Linked DNA regions of Triticum aestivum: region 1 is linked to region 2. The links are chromatin contacts, called in public Hi-C maps. All regions are on one chromosome and are shown on one strand. Each heading gives the region's core, a stretch centred on a gene start, on an enhancer-like site or on the middle of the called end of the contact. The rest is flanking DNA. Distances are from core to core; before and after follow the strand shown.

Region 1 (5,168 bases), core at 86-2,585, 330 kb after region 2:
TATGATATCCCCGTGTGATGTGGTTGACACACCGACAACAAAAATCAAGATTAGATAATATGGTTGACTCCATTGATACGAGAAAATCTTCAGTGACTCGCAAAAACAGAGAGAGAATCTTCAGTGGCTCGCAAATAAAGAGAAAATCTTGAGTGACTCGGAAAAGAAAGAGAGAAAATCTTCAATGATTCGCAAAAAAAGAGAAAATCCTCATATGACTTAGTGGAGACTACATGGCCCAATCCGCAGTAGTGGTTTGTAGCACAAGCAACAAAATCGATAAAAATAGATGAATAATGGATGGCTAGGAGGTTCAAATGTGTGACTTGAAGTTCCTCAGGTAACTTGGTGAGTCTTAAGAGGTCACGCGTGGCGAGATTGTAGCCATTAACAAGGTACTCAAAATCCCCACTAAGTTTTGCATGTGCAGCTTCATTCAGTTATTGCAAAGCTATATTTTGTTTTGCCACCTCTAGAGACATTTCATAAGGAACACTTTTCTTGCAGGAGATTTTTTTGTCAATAATTCTATTTGTAGCTCTCTCGTGATGATTATGCTCGAGGTGCTTCACATTCTCCTTTTTTAGGGTCTTCGGCCCATCTGCGCATCTCTCACATCCCACTAAGAGAGGACATGAGATCTTGTAACCTCTCAAGCGCCTTACCACAAAGAGGTTTCGTGGATTTAAAAGCTAAGATCTCTTTTTCAAGGACCTCATTATCACTATGTTCATCGGCGTTAACATCGCATAATATTTTGGTGTGTCCCACAAGCTAAACAAACTTGATGCACATGTCATTTCATTAGCTTTTCCTCCTCTATGCCTTTTCTCTCCGGGGCATAATCGTTACATAATGATGCGCAAGTAAACAAACCACCCCACATATACATTAGTAATTGGTTGAATTTTCAAATACATTGTTTTATTTGTTACTATGACATACTCCCTCCGTCCCAAGATAAGTGTCTCAAGCTTAGTACAAATTTATACTAAAGTTGGTACAAAATTAAGACACTTATTTTGTTTAGCTTGTGGGACATAAATTTCAATGGAAATCGTTTTGTTAAATCTAAGTTGTCTTAGATTTTGTTTAAGTCTAAGTCGTCTGATATCTTTATGTGGAGTTTTGTTGGGTACACACCGACAACAGAAAATCAAGATTAAATCATCTTGTCGACACCATTGATATGAGAAAATCTTCAATGACTCGCAAAATAAAAGGAGAAAATCTTCTCCAGTGAACTATTCCTATGTAGACCGGGGGAAAAACCCACGGACCGCTCCGCTCCCTCGGCGTCGGCGTCCATAAAACCTGGCAGAGCCTCCTGCCCGGCGCCGGAAGTACAAAACCCACTACCCCTGGCAGGCAGCCTGGCTCTCCCCTCGCTCTCGCTCGGGTCATCCATCTCGTCCATCCACCTCCTCTTCCTCACTCACTCACACGAACGAGCAGACCAGACCAGCACCAACTCCCTTTCTGCCTTTCTCTTTCACTGCTCACCATTTCCCGTCGCCCTCCTCCCTCCTTCGCCTCATCCTCTGCCGCGGCTAGCCTAGCTGCTGCGCGCACCTTTGCAGAAAGAGAGAAAGGAAAGGCACCCCACCCGAACCCAGCCCGACGCCACCACCAAAAACGCACAAAAGCAGAGGGACATCAGATCAGGTCGGCCGATCGAGCGCGCGGCGACGAACCCCTGCCAGTGCTCCCCCCCGGCCAGGCGCTCGCAAAGTGCGGGAGCCGCTGCCTTCTCGATCTCCCCTCCCCCTTCCTGTCCTCCACCCCTCCCTCTCTTTCTCTCTCCCTTACTCTCTCCAGGGCGTCTAGCCAGGTAACCGAGCTACGTCGCGCGGCCTCCGAGGCTGGGCGAGCTGAGCTTACCTACGTACGCGCGCACGTACACGGCCGCGCCGCCGCCATCGCCATGTCATCAGCCGCTGGCGGGTACGGGGGCGGCGCCGAGCACCAGCACCAGCATCAGCAGCACCACCAGCACCAGCTGCTGCTTGGCCAGGCCGCCGCGGGGCAGCTCTACCACGTGCCGCAGCATAGCCGCCGCGAGAAGCTGCGGTTCCCGCCGGACCCGGCGGACTCCTCCTCGCCCACGCCGGGCGCCTGGCCGCCGCCCACGGTGCCCTTCTACTCCTACGCCTCCTCCTCCTCCTCCTACTCGCCGCACAGCCCCACGCTGGCGCACGCCCACAACCAGCTCCTGGTCCACGGGATGCCGGCAGGAGCCCAGATCCCGAGCCAGAACTTCGCGCTCTCGCTCTCCTCGTCCTCCTCGAACCCTCCGCCCCAGCAGCGGAGGCACCTCGCCGGTGCCACCGGGCCGTATGGCCCCTTCACGGGCTACGCAGCCGTGCTCGGCCGCTCCAGGTTCCTGGGCCCCGCGCAGAAGCTGCTGGAGGAGATCTGCGACGTCGGCGGCCGGCCCTCGCAGCTGGACCGCTGCTCCGACGACGGGTTGCTCGACTTGGATGCCATGGACGCCGCCGGCGACGTCGGCCACGAGATGGACAGCAGCGACCGCGCTGCCGCTGAGGGCGTCACGGTCTCCGGCGCCGAGCAGCAGTGGAGGAAGACTAGGCTCACCCTCATGGAAGAAGTGAGTTATCAATCATACTATGTAGCCTCTAAATTCCCTTCTCTTCATGCATCTTTCTCTTCCGTTCCCATGTCATAATTATTTTCTTCTTCGTGGAGAAGAATCTGACCAACATCTCATGGTCACATCACGGATGCAGCTTGTGAATCTTTATTCACTGTGGTTCCACAGCTTATTTCTTGTGCTCTCGATTTGATGGTGGTTGATATGTATGGATCATGATATCTGCTCTTTTGGATATATTTCTTTGCTTATTATATGCCTCACTTATTGTTGCACTGTTGGTGTTGAACAATTATTTTCTTTTGGTCTTCTTGTAAAACTAGCAGCAACTTGATCTGGAGTCGATGATCAAAAAGTTGCACACAGTAGTGGTTCATGAACATGAAATTAGAACAGCCAAATTCCACAGTATGCTCTAATTTTATTTCATAAAAAAATTCAAGTTGCTGCTTTCTAAGATTCCTAGAGTTTGTCCTCTTTCAGCATGGTTCTATACTCATCGATGTAAAGCTGTAAGATTCTGCTGTCCATGTAGTCCCAGCTTCTTGCTTTTTCTTCATAAAAGCATAGTACACACTGGTTTAATTTAGCTCAGGAAAGTTGTTTCCCTTCATGTAATCATAGCTAGGTCAATAATTTTGAAGTGACATATGATCTGGTAGTGTGCACACATCTACACACGATAATCCGTTTCTTTCAAACAACTCATCTGTACAACTTCTTACCAAGATTGTAGGTGTTTATTGGCTGCAACAACTAAGGCAGTCCCACTTATTATCTCTGTTCTAACACAAGCACAACAATCTTGTAGGTTTGCAAGCGATACAGGCAATACTACCAGCAGCTCCAAGCCGTGATCTCCTCGTTCGAAACCGTCGCCGGGCTGAGCAACGCCGCCCCCTTCGCCTCCATCGCTCTCCGGACGATGTCGAAGCATTTCAAGTATCTCAAGAGCACCATACAGAGCCAGCTGCGCAACACCAGCAAGGTGGCCGCCGGGAAAGACAGCCTTGGCAAGGAAGACATGGCCAACTTCGGGATCATGGGCGGCGGCGCCGCCCTTATGAGGGGAAGCAACGCCAACACGTTCAGCCAGCCCCACAACATTTGGCGGCCTCAGAGGGGACTCCCCGAGCGCGCGGTGTCGGTCCTTCGCGCCTGGCTGTTCGAGCACTTCTTGCATCCGTGAGTACATGGCATGTCCTCCATCATATTTGATTTCGTGTTCATAACATGGAGCTGCACTATGCAGTTCTTGAAATATACTCCCTCTGATTCCGTAATACTTGTCTTTGAACTAAAACCATGACAAGTATTATGGAACGGAGGGAGTAATTACGATGGTATCTTAGCTGTACCTGCAGCTGGCAAATGCGAATGTTTATACCCATAGTAGGGTAGCAGTGACATGACATGCCATTATGATATGCTGCAAGTGCAACTAACAAACGATTCCTTCTAGTGTGAGCATCGTTCATAGATCCGAGACATGGGATAAATGCCTGAGATAGTGTGCAAGCACAAGCAAACCTATGGCTTCAGATCGTTTGCTTTACTGAAAGTTTATAAATCTTATTTTCGTGGGCACCCACTGTCCACTGAAATTGCGGATCCTTCCGTAAAACTAACAGGAGAAAAGGAATTTTGTAGAAGTGGGGGGAAATCCTTCCGTAAAACTAGATCTGTGTCGACTGTCGATTGGTACCGTATGATAAGAAGAACGCTCAACTATCATTAAATGCATGTCTTTTGGGGGGTTCCAGCATGGGTCCCACTTGAAATTTAGTTTCTGACGATTGTACACCAACTAAACAGTGGGCTCTCTTTGCATCTAACTTATAGGCTAGGCACCAAATCTAAAAACGATGTCACTATATCTTTGCCGCTTTTGTTAGTGGTGGTCAATTCTCGTCGATCTGATGATTTGATGGAGACTGCACTGCAAATAACATATACTCCCTCTGTCTCGTAATATAAGATGTTATTACAACCGAAGATGAGATGAGACGGAGGAAGTAGACATGTCAAATAGGGTGCATCCATGCTTTATCAGCTTTCTGTATTTTGTTACTAGCAATATAAGTGTGTACTATAGAAAAACTTGTTCTTTCACACTTATTTTATTTCCTATATATTTCCTAGTGTAGACTTCTACACCTGTGTTCATAAAATGCCGGTTTGAGTGAGTTACTGTTCCTGAGTTTACAATGTGATTTTTCCTAAACTTCTTAACTGAACTAATTTGTTGTCATAAGATATCCTAAATGACTAGAGCACATAATGACATGCTAGCTTTTAGGTCTAAATGGCGTAATGTAACTTCAAAACAATGTCCAGTTTTTTTACGAAGCTTCTAGTTAACCTGTAAAGATGTTGCTGCCTGCCCGAATGGTTCTGTATTTGCCATCCCTCTAATGCTTGGTGCTTTCCAGGTACCCAACTGATAGCGACAAGCAAATGTTGGCTAAGCAGACAGGCTTAACGAGGAATCAGGCAAGTAACCATTTCATGTTTCCAGTGATTCCAATGTAACTCTTCATGCCATGCTGGCTTCTAG
Region 2 (5,317 bases), core at 1,592-4,091:
AAAGAGAAGGGAAGAGTTTACCTAGTAGGATGGATTGGGGATCGAATCCACGGATCAAATCTTCAGATCTGAGAGGGATGTGGGGGGATTAGATAGGGGCGCCGCCGCCGCCGCTCTCTGTCCAGAGAGCGGAGAGACGAAGAACTGCCTGGTCGGGCTGGGGCGGCCGCGCTTAAGTCACTGTGCAGCGCCCAAGGGCTAGGCGCTGCACGTCAAAGTGTGGCGCCTAGCTCTTAGGCGCTGCACAGGTGCGTGTGGGGCCGCAACTGGACCAGGGCTGCCACGCTGGCAGGATGTGCGACGCCTAAGGGAGAGGCGCTGCACAGTAGGGTGCGGCGCCCAGCTGTCGGGCGCCACACCGAAGGGTCAGCAGAGCGAAATTTTTTCGTGAACAGCTCAGTTTGTGATTTGATTTCTGCCTCAGGTCAAATCTGTGATTTCTGCCGAGAATTACTGGCTCCGATTAGACAGCACGACATGCATGATTACCGAACATCTGTCCGAGCCAACCGCGTACATACACACAGTCAATTTCTTACACCAGGCAAAAAAGAAAGAGATGGATGGATGGACCTCAGGGCGCCAGAGACGTCAGAAAGATACCCAGTTTTTAAGATTGGAGCCTCGGAACTTTAACCCGTCTCAGTTATCACTTGTCACAAATACTCTACGTGAGCGTGGTACAATTTCTCTCTCTCTCTCTCACACACACATAAAGAACTGAACAAAAACCTATGATATCTTTGACAGGATTTGATCGTTGGTATTAAGACTAGATGCGACGTCGATGCAAATTGTTGCCACTAGCCGTGTACAACTAGTTCAAAGCGTAGTGCCGTAGTGGTGCGCGCACATGTGATGTGAGGAACCCCAACCCAAAGGTGCCCATATCCTATCATGCAGCGAGCAAAGCTTTTTATGCGGTCTCCGTCCCCTGTCATGCACGTACACTGATCACCGGGAAGCGTGGGGGTCCCACGAGCCATGCCTGCCTCCCTCACTCCCTCCATCGCCACAGTCATCGACCGATCATTACGGCCTCCTCTTCCTGCTGTGCGCTAGGCGCCCGTACAACGTGCTCACACGTGGGGTCTTGTTCGGCATGCATATGAACACACACACGCAATGACAAGGACACGGACCCCATGGCCCTGCCCTCCTCCCTGGGAGGTCGTGTCATGGGCTCGACGGGAAACTCGGGCGCCTTCTGCTTCCCGTCCCATGCATCATCTCCCTCTCTCGGTGATCTTGGTCCTAGCTAGGAGTAGATCTTTTTGCCTGGCTGCCCATTGAAGCAAAAGATCACGTCGCAGTGCCTACACATCCATTCACGAGATGGAGTCCCGAACCAAACGTGCGCCCGGGCCAGTGTCTGCACTCTCCTCTGCCGCGCAAGACAAATGGCGCGATGGCCCGGCACTGGGGCATGCACTGGGGGTGAGAGTGAGAGGAGAAAGCAAACAGTGCTCGCGCGCCCTGTGCTCGACACGGACCGAGCGCGGCAGGCACAGCGCAGCGCGCGCACGGTGGCGCGGCCTGCTGCCGTTGGTCGTCGTGGCCGGTCTCCGAGGCCGCTTGGAGCTGATGAGACGCTCGATCAGGGGAGTTTTTTCTGCGCACCGCATACAAGCATGGCCTACATGCATGCATGCGTGCAGTGTATATACGGCCGGGTCGGACATTTACGCTGTGAAGGCAAGATGTCATCCGTGATCGCCTGACAGGACGGAGCTAGGAACTCCTATATACGTAGGCTGAAAGTGACAGTCACGACGAAACAGGACCGTCCGTGCTTGGCTTCCCTTCCCTCGAGCCGGTTCAATTTGAATGAAAAAATATTAAAGCTTCCATGCAAGGTGCATGAGTTGATCCACGCATGCATGCGTGCATGCATGCACGCACCTGGGGTGGCACAGGCCCGTCCGTGCTTTGCTTGGCGCGGTGAGAATAACTCCAGGCAGGAGAGGGCACCGTACGTCATAATGGCTCGCCCCGGTACGTACCACGAAAACGGGGAACTTATGATGATGGCATGGCTCTGCGGCTGCGCCCATCGATCGACCACGAGCCGAGCTTGACCACACCGGTACGAACGAGCTAGGCTCGAGATGCTTGAGGCCCTGACGCCATGCACGAAAGCTCCAACAGTGCCCCGTCCACGTGCCACGGCACTGTTGCACCACTGTGCCCGATGCCGTAGGGGATCATCGATCGCCTGTTTTACTCCAAGTAGCCATAGCCCGGGTAGCCATGGGAAGCATGCCGAGCTCCGTAGCTCTCGATGGGTGCCTGCCCTGCCCGGGCCTGCAGGTGCAGGCGCGGCTACATTGGCACTACAGGAAAGGCTACAGTAACAACAAAAGCTCACCCACGGAGGACTGGTTCCTTTCACCCAGTCCAGTACTGGTACTCGCCGTTCGTACCGCTAGCTAGCTGGTGCTGATGGGTGGATGTGACGTTAAATGGAAACAGCAGCCACGTCACCTCCGCGTAGCCCTAGGCCTGCATCCGCGTATCTAACCCGGCTGGATTTTTAATCCTCTTCTCACCGTATATCTCGCGTACGTACTGAGCTCGTAGCTGTAGCATCCAGGGCCCTAGCGGCTTATCTATCTACGCCCGGAGAGATGGCGCCCGGAGAGATGAGATGATGCATGCGCCGTATGGTGATTGGACACGTGCCGCGTCCCCTCACTGACAATCCGGCGACGTGACGACCGTAGCGCCCCCCGTATCCCGGGGAATCTACGTAACAATCCCCCCACCTGCTACTGTGCGTGCGGTACGATACGAGAGCCGGAGAGAGAGAGATGGAGAGAGGGGAGGAAGGGGACGACGGGACGGGCCGGGGGCCCCGGGTGTCGGCGTCGGGGGCCAATGCGGTCTCGTGACGGAGATGGGCCGCGGGCCATGGCTTTGCTATGTTACGTCGCGTCGATGAGGGGGGTGGGGAGGGGGGCCTGCGCCGGGGATGTTTTGTTTACTAGCGGGCGCAATTATTAATGGTCGCCGCACCACGGCACGCGCCGGCCAATGGGGAGCCCCGGCTCTAGGGCAGCGTTAATGGCGGGTCGTACAGTACGTATGATTTGTCGATCTAATCTTGGCTCGGGAGGAGTATCGATTTGATCCGCGCTACTGCTGGTGTCAACAGGATCGTACCGCCGAGATTTTTTCCCTTTATTTTTTCAAAGGTAAAGTTCCCTGCCTCTGTCGTAGATCCAAATGAAGTACAGCCAATAATGCCTACTCCAGTCTGGAACCCATGAAGTTTTTATTCTGATCAGCAGGAATTGGAGGCGTTTTTGGTGCTCTTTTGGTTGCAGAATGCGACCGTTTCCTTTTGTGCAAATTTCACGTGGAACACATCAAGTTTGGACCTCCGGTTCAGGGCAGGGTCTGCTAGATGCGATGCGTTGCTAGCCAGGAGCCTACCACGTACGTGCCCATCGAGAGCAGCCCACAATTTCATGACAAGCCATATGTTCGCTACAGTGTGTGTGCGCGCGCGCGTGCGTTCAAAGAGGAAAATGCGTTGGCATGAGATCATGATCTCTGTAGATTAAACTGCTTCGGTTTTGGACCAGTGACAGTGATCATCCTCGGTGTTGGCGAAGTCATCTGTTCAGGTTTTGGTCCCGTCACGTTTGGATTGCACTATTGTGTGTCAGCCTCCACATGCGGGCTCTAGTGCTATACACCACTCCATGTTTTGCTGTCGTTGCAGTTTCAAACACGGACCGTCTGCCATGGATTCGGTTTGGTCATGTGATGTTGAAGACCACAGTGGATCGTTTGATTTGGTCATCTTTTTTTTTGTATGTCTGGAGGAAACTGATTTGATCCTTGTTTAGCCACAAGCTTTACCAAAATACGCCAAAAGTTACATGAAATCGTCGTAGCAGGCCTACATCTCATCCTCTACAAAAGGTTATTTCCAGGCTTCCAGCTAAACGTGCTTGACAAGATGTACAAACGAAGGTTAAATAATAGTTATTTTAAATTTTCTTGACTTTTATTTTTCCTATGTACCAAGTACTATATGACTTGAGATGTGTGAGAGCATGGTTCGCTGCAAGTACTATTATTGCTATGTTAAGTATTGAGACCTACTTCAAAATGCTTGGTTACATGCGATGTTGCTTAAGTTGCTTTGATGTCATCATTATTATACTCCCTCCATTCCACAATGTAGTGCTTCCTCTATCCCCGTGCTTCAAATTTGACAGTAAATTTAACTACCAAGACCGATTGCGGCGGGAGCAAAAATTATATCAGTGAATTCGTATTCGAAAGAAGTTTTCAATTATATAATTTTTTCTCCCGCTGCAGTTGGTCTTGTTGGTTAAATTTATGGTCAAAGTTGAACCTCAGAAAGCGCGGGCGCACTATATTTTGAAATGGAGGGAGTATCATTGTTGTGGTCTCCTTGCTTACTAGTCCTTCTATTTCTTTTACTCTGCATATAAGATTTGTTTGAAGTCAAACTATGCAAAGTTTGACTGAATTTATATTAAAAAGTATCAACATCTACAATACAAAAGTTATATAGTATGAAAAAATATTTCATGATGCATCTAATGGTATTAATTTTGTATTATGGATGTTGATAGTTTTTCCTGTAAAGTTGGTTACACTTTAAGAAGTTTGACTTCAAAAAAAATTTATATGTAGACAAAAAATAAACAGAGGGAGTACCTATGTAAGCATGAATTCTCAATTGTATTCCATGTCACACACTCCACCATGTGACATCAAGCTACATGATTATCATGTTTTTATCTCACTTTAGTGTGCAAAGATGCCTTACATGTTACATCAATCACATTTTGTTACACCCCACTTTGGTCTAGGATTTAGGGGAGGCTCCTTTACATTGTAGATGTGCATCATGCTTCAGTGAGAATGATGCATAAACTTGGGGGGGGGGGGTCTTAAATGATTGGGATTGACCTAGAGGGGAGTGAATATGCACAGTTACAAGTTTTAATTGATCACTATCAATTTTAGGCAATACAAACAATAAATATGGTTAGGCATAACACCAGTTTCACAGAATTGCCTTACCGGATTGGTGATGCCATCTCCTATCCAATCCCAAGCCGCCAAGTAGAAGGCCACATTTAATCCATCTGGCTCTCGAGACGCATTAGCCTTCATTTCCTTCAATATGCTCCAGATTTCTTGCTTGTCAGGAATGCTATTGGTGTAGTCTCTTTGATCATTACTCCTTATTGTAGCTATATACGACCTTCCATGGTCTGTATTGTTAGACTGAAAAATATTTTTAAAATAATCAACAAAGGTATGAGCTATC

What was found. A called contact is a pair of places that touch in the nucleus more often than the background predicts.
Region 1: a contact with region 2 is called in a Hi-C map of leaf, with 4 times the contacts expected there. The contact joins the promoter of LOC123058634 here to the enhancer-like site in region 2. A contact is called at or near these places in 2 of 5 Hi-C or Micro-C datasets (both in leaf).

The regions. Positions count from the first base shown.
Region 1 is chr1A:481,146,718-481,151,885 of IWGSC CS RefSeq v2.1, forward strand. LOC123058634 (BEL1-like homeodomain protein 9) reads left to right here and starts at 1,336. Exons shown (of 4, transcript XM_044481340.1): 1 at 1,336-2,608; 2 at 3,423-3,796; 3 at 5,044-5,104. The coding sequence starts at 1,925.
Region 2 is chr1A:480,818,565-480,823,881 of IWGSC CS RefSeq v2.1, forward strand. No RefSeq gene overlaps it. Among protein-coding and RNA genes, the nearest start is that of LOC123058634, 330 kb to the right of the region's middle. Within about 2 kb of position 2,842, at least 6 of the 8 cell types and tissues checked have an H3K27ac peak or open chromatin away from gene starts, as enhancers often do. A contact at or near this core is called in leaf, where this site is marked.